Linked DNA regions of Sus scrofa: region 2 is linked to region 1. The links are chromatin contacts, called in public Hi-C maps. All regions are on one chromosome and are shown on one strand. Each heading gives the region's core, a stretch centred on a gene start, on an enhancer-like site or on the middle of the called end of the contact. The rest is flanking DNA. Distances are from core to core; before and after follow the strand shown.

Region 1 (6,764 bases), core at 1,375-3,874:
AAGATACTGATACACCACTGACACATGCAATAAAATGGGTGCATTACAAAGATTTTGCTGAAGGAAAGAAGTCTGACACAAACGAGCACGACCTGTATGATTCCATTTATAAAGCAGTTCTCCAACAGGCAAAACTATTCCATGAGGACAGAAATCAAAATGAAGGTGGAGGGTTAAAGATAAACTGGAAAGAAGCATGAGACTTGTATTTTGATAGGAGGTGAGTGTAAATGCTACCTCGATTTAGAAAAAAAGCGCGTAAGTACCGCCCACAGAGTCTGATTCGCAGCAGGTGCGAGGTAGGCGACCGCGCCCTAAATGGTGAAGATGCCCCAGGAGAGCATTCGACGGACTCCGCGCGGGGTCAAGCCGCCTCCCGCAGGCGAGAACTAGCCGGGACCGGAGGGCTGCACTTGGGAGCTCCGTCCCCGCCCCTCTCCAAGCCCCGCCCCTTCCGCTTTCACGACGTTCATTCTGCGTCCGAAAATGGGGATGGCTCAGCCCAAAGCCGGATACAGAAGAAATTGTTTCTCTGCCACAAACAAACAACCCCATCGTTATGCTTTTTTATCGTTTAAATCTCAGATGTACCCATTCTCGAAGATACCCAAGGTTTGCCTTCTGATATTTAAAGAAAAGAAAACCGCCCCAGGCAATGGTAGCGTCCGCCTGGTTAGCAGACAACCAGGAAGGAGCACACCATTCACAAGAGGGGGAGGGACTGAGGTTTGCATCATAACAAATGCTTTTTCCTTCCCAAAAGCGGTGGCTAAGTAGTCCATGAAGGACAAAAAAAAGGTAGAGGGGGTTAACAGCCCCTTGCAGCAAGCAATAGGAACCAGTTTAAAAGACCTTTTCTCTTTCTACTTCCCTCACATCGGGTGAATAGTGGGCTGTTCCGAAGAAAAGAAACCGGAAATGCTCCTGCGAGTGGCAGAAATGTAAATGCAGAGCCAAACAATAACAGGGCTCCCGGGCCTCTCCGGCCGGGTTACTCCTCCGAGGCTTCGCGGGCAAACCTCTTGTTTAGCATGTCCCATTTCCACAACTGACAGCCTTTAAATGGACTTTCTCCATCCTGAGGCGCTGAAGGCCAGTTGGAAAGTTCACTCAAGAAAGGACAAAGGTCCGGAAGTTAGCACCTTGGACTTCCCGGAGCACTCCGGATAACCACTTCGGAATGGAGTCCAGGGTTCCACTGGGATGCCATACGCACTAAAATCTCGAGCCATAAATCCCCAAAGTTCCAAGATCCCAAAGCCTCGGACCTTGATGCTTTGTGTGTCTTATTAAGGGCTCCCCCACACCGGGTACTGAAATGGGGTGGTGGCGGTGGTGGGGAAGAACCCCTTAGGCAGGCTCAAGTTTTCCCCAAAGCCCCACTACCCGGCGCAGGTGTTCAGCTTTTTAGTTCGGTTGGTCCTAACATCCCTATCATCTACACTCAGGCCTCCCAACATTGCATTCCTCTGTTGATGCCGCTAGAAGAACTTCCATTTCCCCCCCCCCCCCAAATCACTAAATCTTTCGCTCCACCTCCATCCTCCTTTCTTCTGAGCTGAAAATACACAGACCCGAGAGCCCATGACTCATAGAGTATTCATCAGGCTCAGTTAAGAGCTTACCCGAAGCTCAGGAGAGCGTGTCACTGTCCTGGGATGCACGCTCGAGACGGGACGTCAGGTGACCCCGGAGACCAGCAGCTACCTGCGCCAAGGATGGTGGCCCTGGACTTTTGAGGAGCTCAAAACTTTTAGCGCCAGTCCGAGCACATGGGAGGGGAAAATCCCAATCCCAGCAACCATCGCGAGACTCCTGGCACAAAGTCGCCATGACAAGTAAGGGCAAGCAATTACCCTGCGGGCGGTGGCGACGGACGGAGGTGGTGAGGGTGAGGGGAGTCAGGATTCCTGCTGTGTTGGTTTTGTAGCTACTGACAGTTTGCGGTGAAGAAATTCGACAACCCAGATCTGTGAGAACAGAATTGGTGGAAACCATTTTGAAAGACTTGTCCCCGAGTCAGACATGAAGGTGAAAGAAAGACAGCCTTTGCACCTTTTGCCTGGAACTCTGCTCTCCCAGATGGCTGGATAGTTCCTCATTAGCTAAAATGTCAATTTTTAGGAAGACCTTCCTTAATGTTCCAAGCTAACGTATTCTCCTAGTTACGTTGTATCACACTGTCTTGTTTAATTTCCTTCCTAGACCCTATCACGTTTTGAAATAATTTGTTCCTTGCCTTCAATACACAGCAACCTAAGCGTTAGGAGAGCAGAGACCTTGCCTACTATCTTATTCATTCTTGTCTTTTCCAGTACAGTACTGGGTAGCAAAGAAGAGCTCAATGATAAATATTTATTGAATGAATGAAAAGAGACGGAGGTCTGAGGAGTTGAGATGCAAAACAGGTTCAAACCCCGTAAAAACAAATATAGCGCTCGCGCCCTCTGCAGGTGGGGAGGGGAGTAGGTGCTTGAAGAATGATAGCGCGAGGAGCTCAGACACATCTCCCTGACTCAGAAGCTCTCGGACTACAAGTCCCAGCAGGCACTAGGAGATTCAGGACTGGAGGGGAACGGTAACCCGTGACCTGTTACGTCCCTGCCCCGCCCCTCTTGTGGGTCGCCCGCGAAGTCTGATCCGGGATGCGGAGGTCCAATCGAATGGTGGGCCCAAATCCCGCGAGAACAGGTGGCGCGTAGCCACCGACAGGGCTAAGGATCGCCGAGCTCTCCAACATTCCTGTTCGCCCGCCTCGCCTCGCGAGGCCTGGGGGCGGGGGGCTGTTTTCTGTCCTATCCCGGGAGCAGAAAGAAGGCACTGCTGGGTTTCTCCAGTTCTGCGTCCGGATCCGTGCGAACTTACGGCGGTCTCTGCCGTTCCGCAGGCCCGGCAGCTGGTAGCCGGCGGGAAGAGGATTGCCTGGCCGCGGCCAATGTTTGCCGTGCTTCCTCTGCAGTATGAAGACCCCGGAGGCGCCAGTGTTAGCTCCGGACTGCCTTCCTTCAGACCAGGCCCCAGCTGCAGCCCGTCTCTCTCCTCAGGCTTCCTCGATGGATAAAAATACGAACCCTGAACAGACGCCACCGCCACCCGATGGGGATGATGCGCCCCGGATATCCCCGGATCCTGGAGCTGGCTCGGCCGTGTCCCAGGAGCTGGGGGAAGGGGACCCAGCTTCTCTCTCCACTCCGTTGGAAGCTGAGTTTGATACTCCTAGTGAGTTGAGCCCTCGAATCGAGGAGCAAGAACTTTCTGAAAAAGTGAGCCTTCCTGCAGAAGAAACGAACAAGCCAGAGTTGGGGCCGGGAGAAGACATGGAAGATGTGTCTGAGGAACCCGCTCCAGAGGATGAGGGATACACGTAAGTGCTGATGGCAGTTGGCTCAGGAATCTGAGGAGGTTGGAAATGTGAGATATATCTCATCCGCCAGTCCTCAGCCCCACTTCTCCAGGCCCATTTCTCCTTGGCTTTGGCGACCCAGGTTTGTCTTCCCCATCTTCCTTCCAGCACTTGGAACTACAGCTTCTCGCAGCTACCCCGGTTTCTTAGCGGTTCCTGGTCAGAGTTCAGCACCCAACCTGAGAACTTCTTGAAAGGCTGTAAGTGGTAAGTAAGGATGAGGAGGGGGCTCACCTCTGCCACAGGTCTGCTCAGCTCAAGCCCAACACTCGCAAGATACAGGTCTATCCAGGCTTCTCTCTCCTACTCCTAGGGCCCCTGATGGTTCCTGCATCCTGACCAATAGTGCTGATAACGTCCTGCGGATTTATAACCTGCCCCCAGAGCTGTACAGTGAGGGGGAGCAGCTGGAATACGCAGAAATGGTAAGGGTAGGGACTAACTGCCCCTTCCTCAGCCAGGGCACTTTTAAGTCCTGCCTGTAGATGGAGAAAGTACAGTCCACATGTTTCCTGTCACAAACAGGGTATTTTTTCACCGTGAGTTTCCACAGGTAGCATTTTCGGCCGTCAGTTCCGAAGTCATTTAAAGTGATATTTGGCTTATCTTTCATTAGGAATATATGTTTTCCATAAAGGAGTAGTGGATTTCTCTCCGTAGTTTTTAATTGACTTTCAGATATTTATTGAATGACCACTAATATGCCACCTACTGTGTTTGGTGTTGGGGTGAAGTGATGAACGAGACAGATGAAGAACTGGTTTGCTTTCTTGTGTGGGAAACATGTTACCCAATAAGCAGTCAAGTTCATTATTGAGTTTAACAAATACCATGAAGGGGTATTTGTTAAATACCGCAATGGGAATGAATCCAGCTAGGAACCATGAGGTTGCAGGTTCAATCCCTGGCCTTGCTCAGTGGGTGAGGGATCTGGCATTGCCGAGAGCTGTGATGTAGGTCACAGATGCGGCTCGGATACTGCATGGCTGTGGCTGTGGTTATGGCCGGCAGCTGTAGCTCCGATTCGACCCCTAGCCTGGGAACCTGCATAGGCCACAGGTGCGGGCTTTAAAAAAAAAAAATATATATATATATATATATACCGTGAAGGAAGTAAACAGAATGAGGAGAGATTAACCAGAGGATACCACTTTAAATAAAGTGGCTGGGGAGGAGTTCTCTGAAAAGGAAACATTTGAGCTAAGACCTGAAGGATGACAAGATCGGCATGTGAAGAGGTATAGAAAGAGTGCTCCACAAAGAGGCAGAGATGTGGGAATTCCCGTCGTGGCGCAGTGGTTAACAAATCCGACTAGGAACCATGAGGTTGCGGGTTCGATCCCTGGCCTTGCTCAGTGGGTTAAGGATTTGGCGTTGCGGTGAGCTGTGGTGTAGGTTGCAGATGCGGCTTGGATCCCGCATTGCTATGGCTGTGGCGTGGGCTGGCAGCTACAGCTCTGATTCGACCCCTAGCCTGGGAACCTCCATATGCCGAGGGAGCGGCCCTAGAAAAGACAAAAAAAAAAAAAAAGAAGGGGGCAGAGATGCTACAACAACCCAGAGAACCCAGAGCTGGGAAAGAACTTCATGTGTTCAAGGAACAGAAAGAAGGCCACCATGCCTGATGCCAGATCTTGTGGGTGGGGCCTTCGGAGTGCCTCTGGGAAGCCATGGGAGAGTTTTAAAAGAGAAGAGTGTTGGGAGTTCCCATTGTGGCTCAGTGGGTTAAGAACCAGACTAGGATCCATGAGGAGGTGGGTGCCATCCCTGGCTTTGCTCAGTGGGTTAAAGGATCCGGCGTTGCCATGAGCTGCACGCATAATTCGAAAATGTGGCTCAGATCTGGCGTTGCTGTGGCTGTGGTGTAGGCGAGCAGCTGTGGCTCCAATGTGAGCCCTAGCCTGGGAACTTCCATATGCCACAGGTGTGGCCATAAAAAGAAAAATAAAAAATAAAAGAGTGAAATGATAGTTGAAGTTTATTTACTCATTTATTTTGGCTGCACATGAAAGTTCCCAAGCCCAGGATTGAACCCGTGCCACTGCAGTAGCAATGCCAGATCCTTAACCACCAGGCCACCAGGGAATTCTGATGGACTGTGAGTGGTCAAGAGTGGAGACTCTGTTAAGACGCAGTTTGTCATAGTCCAGGCGAGAAACGATGCTGGCTTGGGCTGGGGTGGCATCAGGAGAGAGAGAGATGGGTGGAGTTGAAGTATATTTTGTGGGACTGCGAAGCCAGTGGGGTGGATGGAGATACAGTTCACTTGGGAAGTGAAGAGCTCTTGGGATGGAAGTCAAGGGTTTTTAGGTCGCGGCAATGTAAATCTAAGGGGAGACTTTGAGAAGGGTGCTCGGGATGTAGTTTGGGAGTGGGAGAGCATCTTGTGGCTTGAGAGTGGATTCAGTCTTGAGAGAGAGCATAGATGGAGAAGGAGAAGGCTCAAGCAGAGCCTGGAATGCTCCGGCGTATGGAGGAGGGTGCAGGAGAAATTACGAAAGTGGAGGCACAAGTCGCATTTTTTTTTTGTTTTTTGCTGTGGCTGTGTGGCAAATGAAAGTTCCTGGGCCAGCAGTTGAATCCACGCCATAACAGCACCCCAAGTGGCTGCACTGACAATGCAGGATCCGTAATTCTCTGTGCCACCAGGGACCTCCAGAGTCACGTTTAATGCTGTTGAGAGTGGGGGCAAATTTATAGAATGATCCAAGAAGACATTAGTGACCTTGACCAGAGCACGTTCAGAGAAGTGATGGAGGCAGAAGGCAGTTAGGGTGGGTGGAGAGGCAATTCTTTGGAAATGGTTTCCTATGCTGAGAAGGGAGCTGAGAAATGGAATGGTGACCAGTGGGAATGGGGGGGCCCAAGAAAGGTTAACGAGATGCTTCTGTGAGGTCAGGAATAACCCACAGAGGGGAGGAATTGCTGCTGTGGGAGGGAGGCAGGGTGACAAAGCACCTGCAAGGCTGGGTGAAGCCAGGATCCAGAGCACACTGGAGGACGAGGCTAGACTTTGACAGGCGCAGAATCTTTCCAGAATCTTTCCTCACGGTAGGAAGAAAGGCAGAGGTTTCGTTCAAGGCAGCTGTTTGGTCATGGGAAGATTTGGGTGTCTCTGTCTCTTGGCTTCTCAGTGACGCATAAAAGGAGGTTATCAGCTGAAAGAAGAGGATTGTGGGGAGAGAGCCAAAGGGCTTAGTCCCGGGGTGGAAGAATCAAAAGTACCGAGAAATGCAGCAGCCCTGTCACACTTTGCTTAGTGCCCACTAGAAATTTGTTGTATCCATTTAAAATGAGAGCAGTTAGCATGGTTGTGCATCTTTTCCCAGGAGGTTGACTGTAGTTTCTCTGTAAAATGAGG
Region 2 (6,393 bases), core at 1,218-3,717, 220 kb before region 1:
TACGGTAACCGCATTCAGTGCCAAGCCGTTGCAGTAGGATTCTTTTTTTGTTGTTTTTTGGGGTTTTTTTTTTTGTCTTTTTTTCCTTTTCTAGGGCCACTCCCCAGGCATATGGAGGTTCCCAGGCTAGGGGTCTAATTGGAGTTATAGCTGCCGGCCTACACTACAGCAACAGCACTGCGGGATCTGAGCCGCATCTGCAACCTACACCACAGCTCACGGACACTGAGCAAGGGCAGGGATCGAACCCGCAACCTCATGGTTCCTAGTCGGATTCGTTAACCACTGCGCCACGACGGGAACTCCCTGCAGTAGGATTCTTAACCCACTGCGCCGCAGCAGGAACTCCAGAACTCAGTTCTTTTTAGGATATCTCAGAAGCCACTCTCTGGGGAGGAATAAGCTGTAGGGATGGACGCCCAGTGCCTGATGTCCCCAGACAGTGGGAAAGAGCCTAGGCTTCTGGTTCCCTGATCTGGTCTCTTGGGTCACACCCAGATGTGTGGAAACTTGCTCCCCCATTCTGGGCTGTGTTCGGGGCTCTTGGTTAGTGATGGAGAGATGACCTCTCTTTGTCAATGACTAGGAACCTCTGAGATTTCGGCTCCCCAACTGAGCTTAGAGTCTGAGTCCCCTCCTTTACAGGCCTCTAATTTTTCCAGGTGTCTCCACTTAATTTTTGCCCATGAACTTAGGCCTAGTTCACTATAGAAGCAGATCTCTGGGAATTCCTGTCATGGCTCAACGGAAACAAATCTGATTAATATCCATAAGGCGGCAGATTTGATCCCTGGCCTTGCTCATTGGGTTAAGGATCTGGTGTTGGCGTGCTCTGGTGTAGGTTGCAGACATGGCTCAGATTTGGCATTGCTGTGGCTGTGGTGAAGGCCAGAAGCCACAGCTCCTATTCAACCCCTAGCCTGGAAACTCCATATGCTGCGGGTGTGGCCCTAAAAAGACAAAAAAATTTTTTTTAAAGAAATAGGTCTCTGGGAAAAAGGAAGATAAGAATTCCTGGTCTAGGGGTTCCCGTCGTGCCGCAACAGAAACAAATCCGACTGGGAACCATGAGGTTGTGGGTTCGATCCTTGGTCTTGCTCTGTGGGTTAAGGATCCGGCGTGGCTGTGAGCTGTGGTGTAGTCAAAGATGTGGCTCGGATCTGACATTGCTGTGGCTGTGGTGTAGGCCAGCAGCTACAGCTCTAATTAGACCCTAGCCTGGGAACCTCTGTATGCCACAGGCGTGGCCCTAAAAAGACAAAAAAAAAAAAAAAAAAAAAGAATTCCTGGCATAGCATGAATTGGTCTGATCTGTGAGCCTACCTCTGGTTTCCTATCTTTCTGTCCTATTTTTCTGGCTCCTAGTTTTATCCTGGACTTAAACTGTGCTCATGATAGCACTGGTCACTGAAAGCAATTTCCTTCCCCTGATAATTTTCCATTGTCCTGCTCTAGCCCAGCTGGGAGGTTCCTCTGGACTTGATCTTCAGTCCTGGTAACTCTTCCGTGTATACAGATGAGCTGCAAGATTCCAAAGTGTTTTCCCTGCCACCATTCATGTGTGTCGGAGGCGGGCATCGCTCATATATGTCCCTTCCCTGAGTTGGATGTCCATCCCTGGGTCGCTACCTGTATGGTCTTAACTAACACTTCTATCATCAATTCCAAGTGCTATGTCCCCATGCAGCTGGAGAGTCCCCTTCCAACACCTCTCTGGCTCGGCTCTGACCTTGGACAAGTCATGTGCAAGGCTTTCAAGGCTATTGTCTCATCTCTAAAACGAAATGCGAGGAGTTCCCCTCGTGGCTCAGTGGTTAACGAATTCGACTAGGAACCATGAGGTTGCGGGTTCGATCCCTGGCCTTGTTCAGTGGGTTAAGGCTCCGGCGTTGCCATGAGCTGTGGTATAGGTCGCAGACATGGCTCAGATCCTGCGCTGCTGTGGCTCTGGTGTAGGCCGGCGGCTACAGCTCCGATTTGACCCCTAGTCTGGGAACCTCCATGTGCTGCGGGAGCAGCCCTAGAAAAGCAGAAAGAGAAAAATAAAATAAAATAAAATGAAGTGAGAACTGAATGGAAGAACCCTTCTAGATTTAGGTGACCAGGACTCCTCTACTGACACGTGAGACTTAAAGGCCCTTGTTTCTCCCCAGGCCCTAGGGTACGTCCCCCACAGTTTTTATTTTATTTTATTTTTTGGCATTTTAGGGCCACACCTGTGGCATATGGAGGTTCCCAGGCTAAGGGTCGAATCAGAGCTGTAGCCGTCGGCCTACACCACAGCCACAACAACGCGAGATCTGAGCCGCATCTGCCACCTACACCACAGGCTCACAGCAACGCCGAATCCTTAACCCACTGAGCGATGCCAGGGATCGAACCTACATACTCATGGATCCTAGTTGGTATCGTTAACTGCCGAGCCACGAAGGGAACTCTTGTCCCCATTATTGTTTGCTATTCAGATCCATCCTATTACACCTCCGCTCTAACTCCACGAGTTTGAGTGGGGTTGACCTGGGCTTGGAAAGACACAGAACAGTTTATCGCCATAGAAACTACAACTTCCATCAGGCACTTCTTCAACGGAACAGGAAAGGATGTGGGGGCGTGGCCCCAACGCCCTGGTAGCTTGGAAGACAAACTACAACTCCCAGGATGGCCTTGAGATCTCAGTCGAGCGAAAAAAAGGAGTGAACTCGGCTGGAGGCTGGGCGGGGCCCGAACCGCCCCGACAGCCTCCAGAAAGGGGCGTGATCGTAATTTAGGGGCGTGGCCTCGTGGGCAGCAGGAAGAAGTTACCTGTTGACTCGCTCTATCCATTTTTTTTTCTCCCCCGGCCCTTGCAGCTACCCGTAAGAGGGAAGCCGCAAACCACAAGCCTCTTCCGAAAAAGAGGTAAGGGGAGGTAGACAAGGGCGGCGGAGGAGACTGGCTATTGCATTCCGCAGGAGGGCTCCAACAGCTACTTTTTACCTGCTGAGTCAGGTGAACCGGTCCATCGGGGCGGGGACCAGCATATGAGAAAAGGAAAAGGACATAGGAGGTATTTATTTGTTCGTTTTCCAGACTAAATTTAGAGCCCTTCACCTGCAGACCCCAGTGCTCGGAAAAAGAGAAAAAACGGGGGCGACTTCTCTGCAGCAGAAGGAGAGACCTGTCTGGGCTTCCCTCCGTCGGTGTACCTCCTAGCCGCCCCCCCCAAAAGACAGAATGGCTTCCGCCGTCTGGGGGAGTGCTCCTTGGTGGGGCCCACCGCCCCCAGCCCCAGCCCGGCCGCTCACGGACATAGACTTCTGCTCTGGTGCCCAGCTGCAAGAACTAACCCAGCTGATCCAGGAGCTGGGTGTGCAGGAGAGCTGGAGTGACGGGCCCAAGCCGGGACCAGACCTCCTCCAGGCTAAGGACTTTGTTTTCTCTTTGCTGGGTAAGTAACCCTAACCTTTGGCAGCTCTCAGCCCCGCCCCGCCCCAGCTTTGGTTCACGCCCTCACGATCCCTTCTCTTTCCTTAGGTCTCATTCACCGTCGGGACCCTCGCTTTCCTCCCCAGGCAGAGCTCTTGCTGCTTCGTGGCGGAATTCGCGAGGGCTCCCTGGATCTGGGGCCTACGCCTCTAGGTCCCTACGCCCGGGGACCTCACTATGACACCGGCTTCACGCTCCTGGTGCCCGTGTTTTCACTAGACGACACTGGCAGGAGCTGCAACTGGACGTGGGATCCTGTTACGCATGGGTCTGCCTCCCAGAGCAGGTACGCGGAGCCTCCATCAGGGAGGCATGGCAGGATTGCCTAGGACCCCCAGTCCCCGGAGAAGGTGATTCCATCCACCCAACCCAAAGTGAAGAAAGTCTCAAGGACCCGAAAACCTCTGTGGACCAGCCGCACGGTGACGTCACTGATCCTGAGGCACACGAGTCTTTGGAAAAATCACCTAGTAACGTTTCAGTGCCAGAGTCGCCTCAGCAAGACGCAACCGATGTTGGCTTTCCCTCACCATTGAAAAAAACGAATGGTGACGTCACCAAAGCAGCCGACGTTAGCCCAATGCCACAGCCCCAGCCGTCGGAGGCTCGGGAGGCATGGCCCACATTGTGTCCCGCCCAGGTGGCTGCCTGGTTCTTGCTTCGCTGGCTGCGGTCGCTGAGTCCCTGCTCCCGGTCCCAGGTGCCCCGCGCTTGGTTCACGCAGCCCGCCACGCTGGGTACACCACCATCCTGCTGGCTACGCCCGGGCCCCCGCGCCGACTCCTGCTTTTCGACCTGATCCCTGTGGTGTCCGTGGCCGGCTGGCCCGAGGGGGCTCGGAGCCACTCGTGGGCCGGCCCGTTGGCCACGGAGTCGTCCTCCTTCTACCTGGTGCCCGGCGGCGGCGGCGGCGGCGGCACAGAGCGGCCAGAAGCCTCTGGCTGGCAGCTCTGCTTCGCCCGCCAGGAGCTGGCGCTCAAGGCGCGCATAGCCGAGCCGCTGCTGCAAGCGCACGCGGCAGCCCAGGCGCTGCTGCGCCCGCTGGTGGTCGGGACCCGGGCCGCAGCGCCCTACCTCCTGCGGACGTTGCTCTACTGGGCGTGCGAGCGGCTGCCCGCGCTCTATCTGGCGCGGCCCGAAAATGCGGGCGCCTGCTGCCTCGGGCTGCTGGATGAGCTGGGCCGGGTGCTCGAAGCCGGGACGCTGCCCCACTATTTTCTGAGTGGCCAAAAGCTCCGTGCAGGGGACGGCGCGGTTTCGCTGCTTGGGGCGTTGGCCCTGCTTCGCGGGGACCCTGCCCGGGCCCTGCGCGCCGCCGTGGAGGAGGCCAAGGCGGCGCGCAAGGGGGGCGGCTTAGCCGGCGTGGGAGGCGGGGCCCATTAAAGATGCTGCTCCAACTGGCCTGGAAAGTGCTTCTGTTGGCCAGCGGAATGTGGAGGGCACTGCTCTCCCCTCACCTGGGAGACAGGCTGAGCGCCCAGGTCCCAAAGAGCCCGTTCTAGAAGGCCTCCTCGTCGATTCCTCCCCATCCTCCCACCCTCCTCCTGGCACAGGTTCCATTCTGGCCTCTCCACTTTCCGGATCTGTGGCCAGCACCCCTCCTGCTCCCGTGCAGCCTTCGGGGCCGCCGTCTTCCCCCCCCCCCCCCCCCCAGTTCTTATGGTCTTTTCTCTTTGGAGTCAATATGGATGGGGGTGGGGGAAATTATTTGCTGACAAAACGTGGAAAAAAAGCGGTATGGAGACCAGGAGCTGACCAGTTTGAAAAGCGGAGTTGTTAAGGAGGCCAGATTTCACCCCAGGCTAGAACTCACCACCACTCCTATCTCTTCCGTTACTCCCCCCCCAACCCCGCCCTTTCCTCATCCAGCCGTCCTCCATCCCGTGTAGTAGGGTAGTAGGGTCCCTTTCTCCATTCTCCAGGCATCCGCCATTCCATCTGACGCCCAACCTCTCCCCCCATCCAGGGTTCCGTTCAGTGGAGTCGCCTTCTTGTCCCTCATCCTCTGAACCCCGAGACATGCGGCCTTGCCTCGGCTCCGCCTGCCTCTAAGGCCGTCCTCACTCTCAGCCACCAAGGAACCCCGGGGTTCCGCCCGCCCAGTTTCACCCCCCTCTTTCCCAGCGTCTCCGCCCCCTGCCCCGCCCCCGGGCCGGCTCTCCGAGGAGGGGGAGCTGCTGTCGCCGTCGCCGCCTCAGCTTCCCACAGCCGCTACCGCTGCCGCCGCTGCCGCCTCGCCGCTTGGTCCAGCCGCCAGGCCCAGTGCTCACTTCGCCCGACCAGGGCGCTCTGCGGAGACACCCTCACTCCTTCCTGGGGTCCGGGACGCCTAGCTGGGCGTGGGGGGAAGCTCCGCTTGCGGGGTACAGGGAGGGAGGAGCCTGGAACCGGAGCCAGCGCCAGCCGTCGCCGGATCGACAAGACAGGACAGGTTGAGGGGCGTCGGGGAAGGAAGAGGGGGTGTTATAGGCAGTCCCGGGGAGGACCAGGAAGCCCTGTCGCAGAAAGCTCCGATGCGCTCTTGACTTACAGGGGGTCTGCTCACATTTGGGGACCCGTGACAACGTGGGTGCACTCCTCTCTCGGGGGGCTGGTTGGATTGGAGGGCGTGGGATCTAAACAGCACCAGCTGTCCCCGAGGAAATTAAGGGGCTGCCAGAAAAAAAAGGAAAACCAAAAACCTATGCTCCTTATTCCGAGGTGACAGAGGGCCCTTCAGACAACCACCTGGTGTAACCACTAGGAAGGGCGGATTTGGAGGTGACTTCAAAAGGAGTGGAGGGTAACAAGGTGAGGAAAGGGGCTCAGCAGCTGGAACGCTGTGCCACTAGAAATGGGGGTGACTTGGTGAGAAATGGTTTTGTCCAGAGACAGGGCCTGGGAACCTCTTCACTGAACAGGGACAGTCTGGATATTTCCAGATATAGT

What was found. Hi-C and Micro-C count contacts between places; a contact is called where the count stands out from the background.
Region 2: a contact with region 1 is called in a Hi-C map of liver, with 9 times the contacts expected there. The contact joins the promoter of TMEM102 here to the promoter of WRAP53 in region 1. A contact is called at or near these places in 5 of 47 Hi-C or Micro-C datasets (alveolar macrophages, heart right ventricle, liver and 2 more) and 2 of 2 datasets of contacts at active chromatin or transcription factors (alveolar macrophages and skeletal muscle).

What each region holds. Positions count from the first base shown.
Region 1 is chr12:52,952,050-52,958,813 of Sscrofa11.1, forward strand. It overlaps WRAP53 (telomerase Cajal body protein 1), which reads left to right and starts at 2,625. Exons shown (of 10, transcript XM_003131944.4): 1 at 2,625-3,364; 2 at 3,512-3,610; 3 at 3,717-3,828. The coding sequence starts at 2,961. It overlaps TP53 (tumor protein p53), which reads right to left and starts at 1,737. Exons shown (of 11, transcript NM_213824.3): 1 at 1,626-1,737.
Region 2 is chr12:52,736,475-52,742,867 of Sscrofa11.1, forward strand. It overlaps TMEM102 (transmembrane protein 102), which reads left to right and starts at 2,468. Exons shown (of 9, transcript XM_021067827.1): 1 at 2,468-3,427; 2 at 3,514-3,692; 3 at 3,695-4,118; 4 at 4,121-5,896; 5 at 6,166-6,255. The coding sequence starts at 3,214. The coding sequence ends at 4,848. FGF11 (fibroblast growth factor 11) reads left to right here and starts at 5,616. Exons shown (of 5, transcript XM_013981311.2): 1 at 5,616-6,393.